2 separate regions of the Drosophila melanogaster genome follow, and region 1 is linked to region 2. Evidence: chromatin contacts called from public Hi-C data. All regions are on one chromosome and are shown on one strand. The core of a region is the stretch at or near the end of the contact, and the rest is flanking DNA. Distances in the headings are between cores, read along the strand shown. Region 1 holds the start of lin-28. Region 2 holds the start of CG34342.

Region 1 (3,782 bases), core at 1,050-3,549, 140 kb after region 2:
ATCACATGTCAATCTACAATGAAAGTAGGGCACTTCAATGCTTGCGCTTACATGTTAACCCCCCTGGACATGCAAATTGTGTGCGTTTACGCATAAAAAGATGACAACAAAAAACGTATCCTGATTATCGACGAGAAAACCCCGAAGGGAGACGAGGTGCCATATCGGGTCAAACGCGTGCTGTGCGGAAATGCCACATGGATGGCTAAATGGAGCGAATGCCTGCATCCCATCGCCGTTTTTCTACACCCCAACGTGCCTCGAACCACCCCACGCGCTCTTTCATTTGCGATTTTGCATAGAATTTCGGTCTGGAATTTTCCTCATTTTCATGTCAGCCTTGATTTTATGTTTGGCAACGTTTTATAGTTAAAGCCGATTATTTTCATGGCCATTGTGTCTGCGCCCCCGTTCACAATGGCCCGTCTGGATGTGCCTCGAACCAAACTGAACCGATCCTCGGACCCTCGGACAATGCCCGGCTGCACTTCCCCAAACTTCAATTGCATTGCCTGTGTGAATGGCAGGACGCCTTGTTAATCCTGTTCCAATTACGCACATGTGAGTGCCTGCCATCCGTTGCATCCCTAATGGGCACTTTCGCTCTCGCCGCGTCCTTTGTCCCTTTGGCCGGCTTTGTCCATCGACCACTGGCCAGCGGATTGAGATTGGGAGCGGCTTAGGGCAGCCAAAATATTGATTACAGACTGTGCGACGGCTGGCTCACGATGCATTGTTTTGGGTTTTTTAGCATTTATTTACTATTGATAAAACATCAAACTGACCCTCAGTGACCCCTCAGGCATTAACAGCGCTCGCCCTTCGGAAATTTCTGATGATTTTCATCTTGTTTGGGCCTCGATTGGTTCATATTACCTTTTTATTTGCGTTACCAATTTTTTACATTGATACCAAAACAAGCTGTGAAACATAAAATATTACTTATAACAATCCTAGTTTTTAAAAACAAATCCTTTTCATAACAAGTCTTCCGTTTATCTAAATGTTGTCAGTAGCAGAAGTTGTTCATTAGATAAACTAAATATTCGAAAACATTTCTGCGACATAGTTATTTATAAATTAGGTCGAACAACTAATTTTAATTTGCCCTACTAATTTCTGGTAATTTTACAAAAATATTCTTCCAAATTTATCCTTCGAAAACATTTTTACTGCAAATCGATCCTGGTCTTGCCAAATTTACGAACCACAAAATGTTCATCTGATGCCTCCCCTGTGCATTTGATCCTCGATACAGTTTCCGCCCTCGGATCGACTGTCATCAATGGCATTGGTCATCGATTTGGCACGCCAGCGTGGCACGTGCCGAAATTAATTGCTACAATCCGGAGTCGCAGGACGAAAAGGGAGGAAGAGGCAGGACGAGCGTTCGCAAATATGTTGCACAATGCAGCTCGGGGGTGCATATTTCATATCAGCCGGCGAGGGGTTGAAATGCATCGAGAATTCACAGCTGCCCGGCACGCGACTTAAGCGAGGGTTGCAGAACGCCAGTTGTGGTGCAGTTTTTTAGTGCAATTTTTTTGGCAGTCACCAATGGGAATAGTTCGCTTTTTAGCGGCATCTTTTTTTTAGGGAAGTGATCAGCCTATCAGGATAAAGCAGGATTCGGGGTGATTAAGTATTTCATTTTATAAATTATTTCTATTTGCACTTTGAGTGAAAAATGGAGGTACAAAGATTTGTTCCTAGATTGGCTATAGTTTTAATAATTTCTCGAATGGTCATTTTAAAGATAGTTACAATTTGAATTTAAACATTTTGGAATTTAAACTATAAGTGCTTACCTATGAGGCTAACAATATAATTGTATAATTGCTAATATAGTCATAAAAAAGTTAATTAAAACCTATTCAGTCTAGTTTGTATAACAGTTTAGTTTCTCAAGTATCCTGAAGTGCGCTAGTCTCACGCACTTTTTTAGTGCCATACAGATGCAGATACATCCCAATCCGAATCCGAAAGTGTGCTCGGCATTTAGGTTCTGAGGTCTTTTTAGTCGACATAGATAAATTTGGCTCTCACTCTAGCGCTCTCTCTCTGCACGTTTTTCGGTGTTTCTCCCCGCGATCGTCATGTAGAGTATCTGTCAGATACATTTACGCGCTCAACTCAAATCGAAACCGAAACGGTGCGAATTCACTCAACTTTCGGCTCGGCGTTTTCCACGCTCACTCACCGACACACCAAGCACACACACACAAGCGCAGAGTCGAATATTGTTTTCAAGATACTGAGCTAAATATTTTTCGGGCCTGCTGCGACCTTCCTAGAAATAGTCAAACGCAACGCGGAGTCAGTGTGACGAAGTGCGTCGTGCGCAGCGGCAGCGTTTTCCTAATTTCCCCTTCGCTGAACCCAAAAATTCGAGAAAGTGCTGTAGCTGTGTTAGTGCGGGCAGTGAAAGATACAGATACAAATACAGATACGGATCTTTGGCCACATGTCTGTTCGTTGGCAGGAAAAACATGCATTTGCAGTGAAGTTTTAAGCAACATTGAATTTTGGAGCGAGTAATCAAACAATTGAAGTGGATTTTAAACTAAGAAAAATAAACTAAAAACCCAAGAAGTCAGCATGGAGAACGTACAGCTGGAAAATGGCTTGGAAAGGAGGACCACCAGCCAGAGTTCCACTTCATCAGGTTTGTTTAGAATATGGAGTAGAGTGAAACTAATTTCCAGCTAATGCATGAACGTCACACGAACGAACGTCTACATTCCCCGCTGCCCACAACAAACGTGTTTTGTGTTCCAAAAAAAGCGACAACAAATTCAATAGGAAATCTTATCAAACTGATTGCTGATTGGCTGTGCGATCGCCCTAATATTTGGTTTCTGTTTTTGTCTGGTTTTTTTTTTTTTTATACTGCGCAGTTCTTTTTTTGCTGGCGTATGTTTTTCTTGGTTTCTGTTGTGTTTTTGCCATTCGCTGATTTGATTTTTTATTGGTAAATTGGGGGGTTTCTATATACAGAGGTGTCATCAACCCCCGAACATTGACCGACTTACCATCACACTTCGATCAAGGACACAGGCAGTCCAGTTGAGGATTATCCTCGCCTCAATGCATTTGAGGCATTAGATCTGCGCAGACTTACAAACCTAATTGAACGGGGAAACCAGTTTGCGGCTTACCTATAAGAAAAGGAAAAGGACACCCAACCATCCCAAAAGGATAATCATGTAATGGTGGTGGTTTGAGTAAAGAATGAAAGATTTTCATTCAATTAGGTTTCTTATCAGACGCAAAAGAATTTCCAAGATCTTAAAAGTCCATTCACGTTCTCGCTGGAAATGAGTAAGAAAATGCTTGAGCAGCACAACGACCTAGAAATGCCAGCGCAACCCCCGAAAATGAAAATTTTAATTCCAGATAAGCCAGAGCACAGGCATGAGAATGCATTCCGAGTATCTGGGCATCTGGGCAATACTACGAGTACACTCAAGTACTAGGGCCCACTTCGACAAATATATAGATAAGCTGGCAGCGAAATGGGAGCGAGCGAAGTGAAAACAATTTATGAATGAATGAATGAATGAATGAATGAGCCAGCCCAAATGGATATGGGCTGGTGCGAGTGTGTGAGTGAGATGAGCCCCTGCTTAGATAATGGAATGAATCCACTCCGCCGCGCCGCTCGTTCAGTTATTTCCGAATATTTCTTATAATAACAACGAAACCTGTTTTCTGCCCTCAATGGGCGTTGAGTTGGGATGGGGACGTGGAGGGCTAGAGAAGAACCTAACCCAAGTTGAACT
Region 2 (3,459 bases), core at 256-2,755:
GCTCCTCTTGTGATCAGCAAAACAGAGCAGAAAAAATAAGGGGCGAGAAACGAAGGAAATAAACTGACTGCCTGGCTGGCGTTGTCGTAAACATTGAGCCTGCCTTTGGCATGCAACGTTTTACGTATACGTAATGCGCCAACTAGGGTTGTCGAGAGGCACACGTTGCGATAGTTCGAACACTGAAAGAAAATTTACTATGCTAAATATGCCAGCTGCAAAAGATCGGTCTGCTAGCAGTGCACCCTAATCTGTGGAATGCCATCTCAGATATAAGTATCAATTACAGCTTATTTACTCATTTTGTCATATTTTTTGTCAAGGTTAGTACTCCTTTTCTTCAAGTGTAAATAGATAGTAACAGACAGGAATCGGGGGAGCCATCCAGATAGGCAAACACAACAAAGACCCATGAAAAGTTTCTCACACAAAAAGTCCATTGATTGAATTGCCAACAGAGGAGTGGTTGCGGTGGATTGAAACTGGCGTTGGAGGAAGGGCCGTTGGAGCGCATCAACAAAAGTTACTCACCTGGACCTCAGACGAGAGCATTGCTCGGTCGGCGGAATCAATGTCCAGGTCGATGGCACTGTAATCAGCGCGTATCGGATGCACCTTCGCCAACAATTGCGGTGACTCCTCGCGCATCCTATTGAATATCTGTTCGAAGGCAGTGGGTTGGGATTTTATCCGATATTGTACTGGCCAACGGCATGGAATGGTTCGCCTGACAGCAGGCTCCCGCATCCTGTCCTGACACTTACCGATTCATTGAAAAAGCCCTTCAAACGCTCCTGCACGCTCATGTTGTCCTTGCTGCGTATCAGCATGTAAATTTTACGCAATCCAAACGAGCGAAGCAATTTCTCTGTTAACACTTTGCCCACGAAGCCCGTACCGCCCGTAATGAGTACGGTGGCATTGCTATAGAAATCCGTAACCGGTGTCGCACTGACAGCGGCGGTGAAGGGGGCGGCAATCCCATCGACGCTGTTTGTTCTTGTGCCGGACGACGCCTCCTGGAAGAGCTGCTCCTCCTCTTCCTCCTCGACATCGTGGCCACTGGCACACCCATTGCTACTGCGTCGTGAGGAGCTGGTGGACGAAAAGGCCTTGCGAGCAGCTATTGGGTGGATTACGGAATAAATATAAAGCCAATCAGTTCAAGGACCTATTAACTGCAGCTTGGAATTAACAGAATCACAAGGATAACATCTGAGTTTTTCACTTTCGTTTCCAAAAGTATGTAACAACATACGACATATGTTCTATACATTTAGAAACTTTGGTATATAAGTGCAATTGTTATATCACAATATGTTCATGTGAGCCATTATCAAAGATTTTAATGGTCTCTCTCTTAGTTTTAAATAATCTTTATGCTTAAAAGGATGTCGAATAGACATCTTATATATGAATATTCAACTTCAATTTTACACACTTTTACTTGGATTTGCCTCGTGCATAATTTCCAATGTTGTTTTATATGGCTTATCCAAAAATCGAACCGTTCACTTCAAGGGTAAAAAGCACATTGACAAGTTTTCAATTTCAATGCGACTAAAAAGTAGGATTTTAATCAATAAACGGCAGACATGTATCGAAAAGATTTTCCCACCGCAAGTCAATTATATTAATATGAAGTACACACGATATATATCCCTTCTAGCCCAATTATACTATATCTATTTGTGTGTCCAACAACCCCTGCACTTTTCCAACGAGCACATCCATATATATATATATATATATATGGCTTAAAATGCGGACAGGGGGCGGGTGCGGTTTGGGGGGCATGGCTGACATTGTGGTTGCATTTGACCTGATGACCTGGGCGCCGGATGTCTGGCAAAAAGTGAGACGGCGGATCCACCTCTCTTTCACTCTCTTTCCATCCGCTTGTTGAGCCATTTTAAACAATGTTAATTATTCAATTATCAACAGCCAATGCGGCCACGTCCGTGTGACCATGTGTCCTTCTAACTGCCAGTGTGTGTGTGCGTGTGTGTGCGTGTCCCCATCATCCGTGTGTGCGTGTCCATATCCTCCGTCATAGTCACAGTTGGTACTTGTTCATCGCGTGAGCAAGTGCGCAGCATATGTTGTTTGATTGCAAGCGAAAAATGAGGCTCAAGTAAAACGTGCACAGATGCACTGTCAAAAAATTTGTAGAACTTTAGATTAGTTAAATACACCTATACTAGCTTATACAACTAATTATACAACATTGGTAAGATATATTATGAAATAGTTTTTCTTCTTAAAATGTTCATTAAAATGTTCTTTCTTGAGTGTAAGAAAAGTTACCTTGTAGTCAAAACAAATTTTTACACTTTGAGATCAAGAACTGTAACTTAAAAGTATTCAGTTTTTTTTTCCTGTGCACGCATGGCTGTGTGACATAGTTGTGGTTCTTGCTGCAGCCGTCATATATTTCTGTTCAATTGTCATTGTCCACATTCAGCCTGCAGTTGTTTGCATGGGCATTAGGGAAAAACGGTTGGCCAAATCGTTAAACGCTCATTATGCCATGAGCTTTAAGCGGCTTGAAATTTCAATTATTGATGCGCATTTAAGCATATTAACACCATACTAAGCGTATTTCCAAAATTTTATATGATTTTGAGCCTGTGGTGTCTCAGCCATTGTTTTTAGGCTTCACTTAATATTAAGTTTCCTATTTTCCGCCGAAAATAACACACATACTCAATGCGGCACCGCATAAGGGTTAAAGCTTTCGATGTCTTTGCTAGCGCCGCAAGAAACTTGAAAGCTCTTCGACCATCTTGGGCTTTTGATTGCCCATTTCCGGTGTGAGTCTCTGCTAAGCGATAATCTTTTAAGTAAAAAGCGCTCAAGTCAAAACTTTTACTTTCATTTAAAAGTAAATTTTCTTGATGTTTCAAATTTATAGCAAAATGCCATAATTTCAGTTCGTTTGAAACAAACGAAATGAAGCGGAAATTGCGAACCGAATTTATTCGTACAATTTATGGGCCACACATGAACAATAATAATTCATTCGGCTGCATGTAATTAAGAATAATAAAAATACTGGTATATTTTGTTTGTTTGCTTAATGACTCGAAATGTTTATTCGTTTTCGTTTGGTAATTAAATACAATAATAATTACATTAATAAGCCTTTCTGTTTTTTAATGACAAATATTGTACATTACATTTGCTTACATCCAGCTGTGTGCTTGTGTAGGATTTAATACATAATCGGATTGTTGTTAAAATACTATTTAAATAATTTAATTTAATGCTACTTAATTGATTTCAGGTGCTAATTTAATTTGATTCATTTTTTGTTCAGCTAATAATACATTTGATTTGGTGAGTTTTGGTTTGAGTTTGATAAGGTCATTAACGAATCGATTATTTACAACGTTTGGACTTCGTGCTTTAAGGATCGCAATTTGAAGATACCATTATTATAATACTGTACACGGCTCA

Evidence for each region. A called contact is a pair of places that touch in the nucleus more often than the background predicts.
Region 1: a contact with region 2 is called in a Hi-C map of the Kc167 cell line, with 2.5 times the contacts expected there. A contact is called at or near these places in 3 of 107 Hi-C or Micro-C datasets (the Kc167 cell line and wing imaginal disc).

The regions. Positions count from the first base shown.
Region 1 is chr3L:5,652,382-5,656,163 of dm6, forward strand. lin-28 reads left to right here and starts at 2,300. Exons shown (of 5, transcript NM_139726.2): 1 at 2,300-2,665. The coding sequence starts at 2,599.
Region 2 is chr3L:5,509,355-5,512,813 of dm6, forward strand. CG34342 reads right to left here and starts at 1,506. Exons shown (of 10, transcript NM_001169880.3): 1 at 1,442-1,506; 2 at 765-1,123; 3 at 532-660. The coding sequence starts at 1,466. Lkr (Leucokinin receptor) reads right to left here. Exons shown (of 8, transcript NM_139711.3): 8 at 3,067-3,459.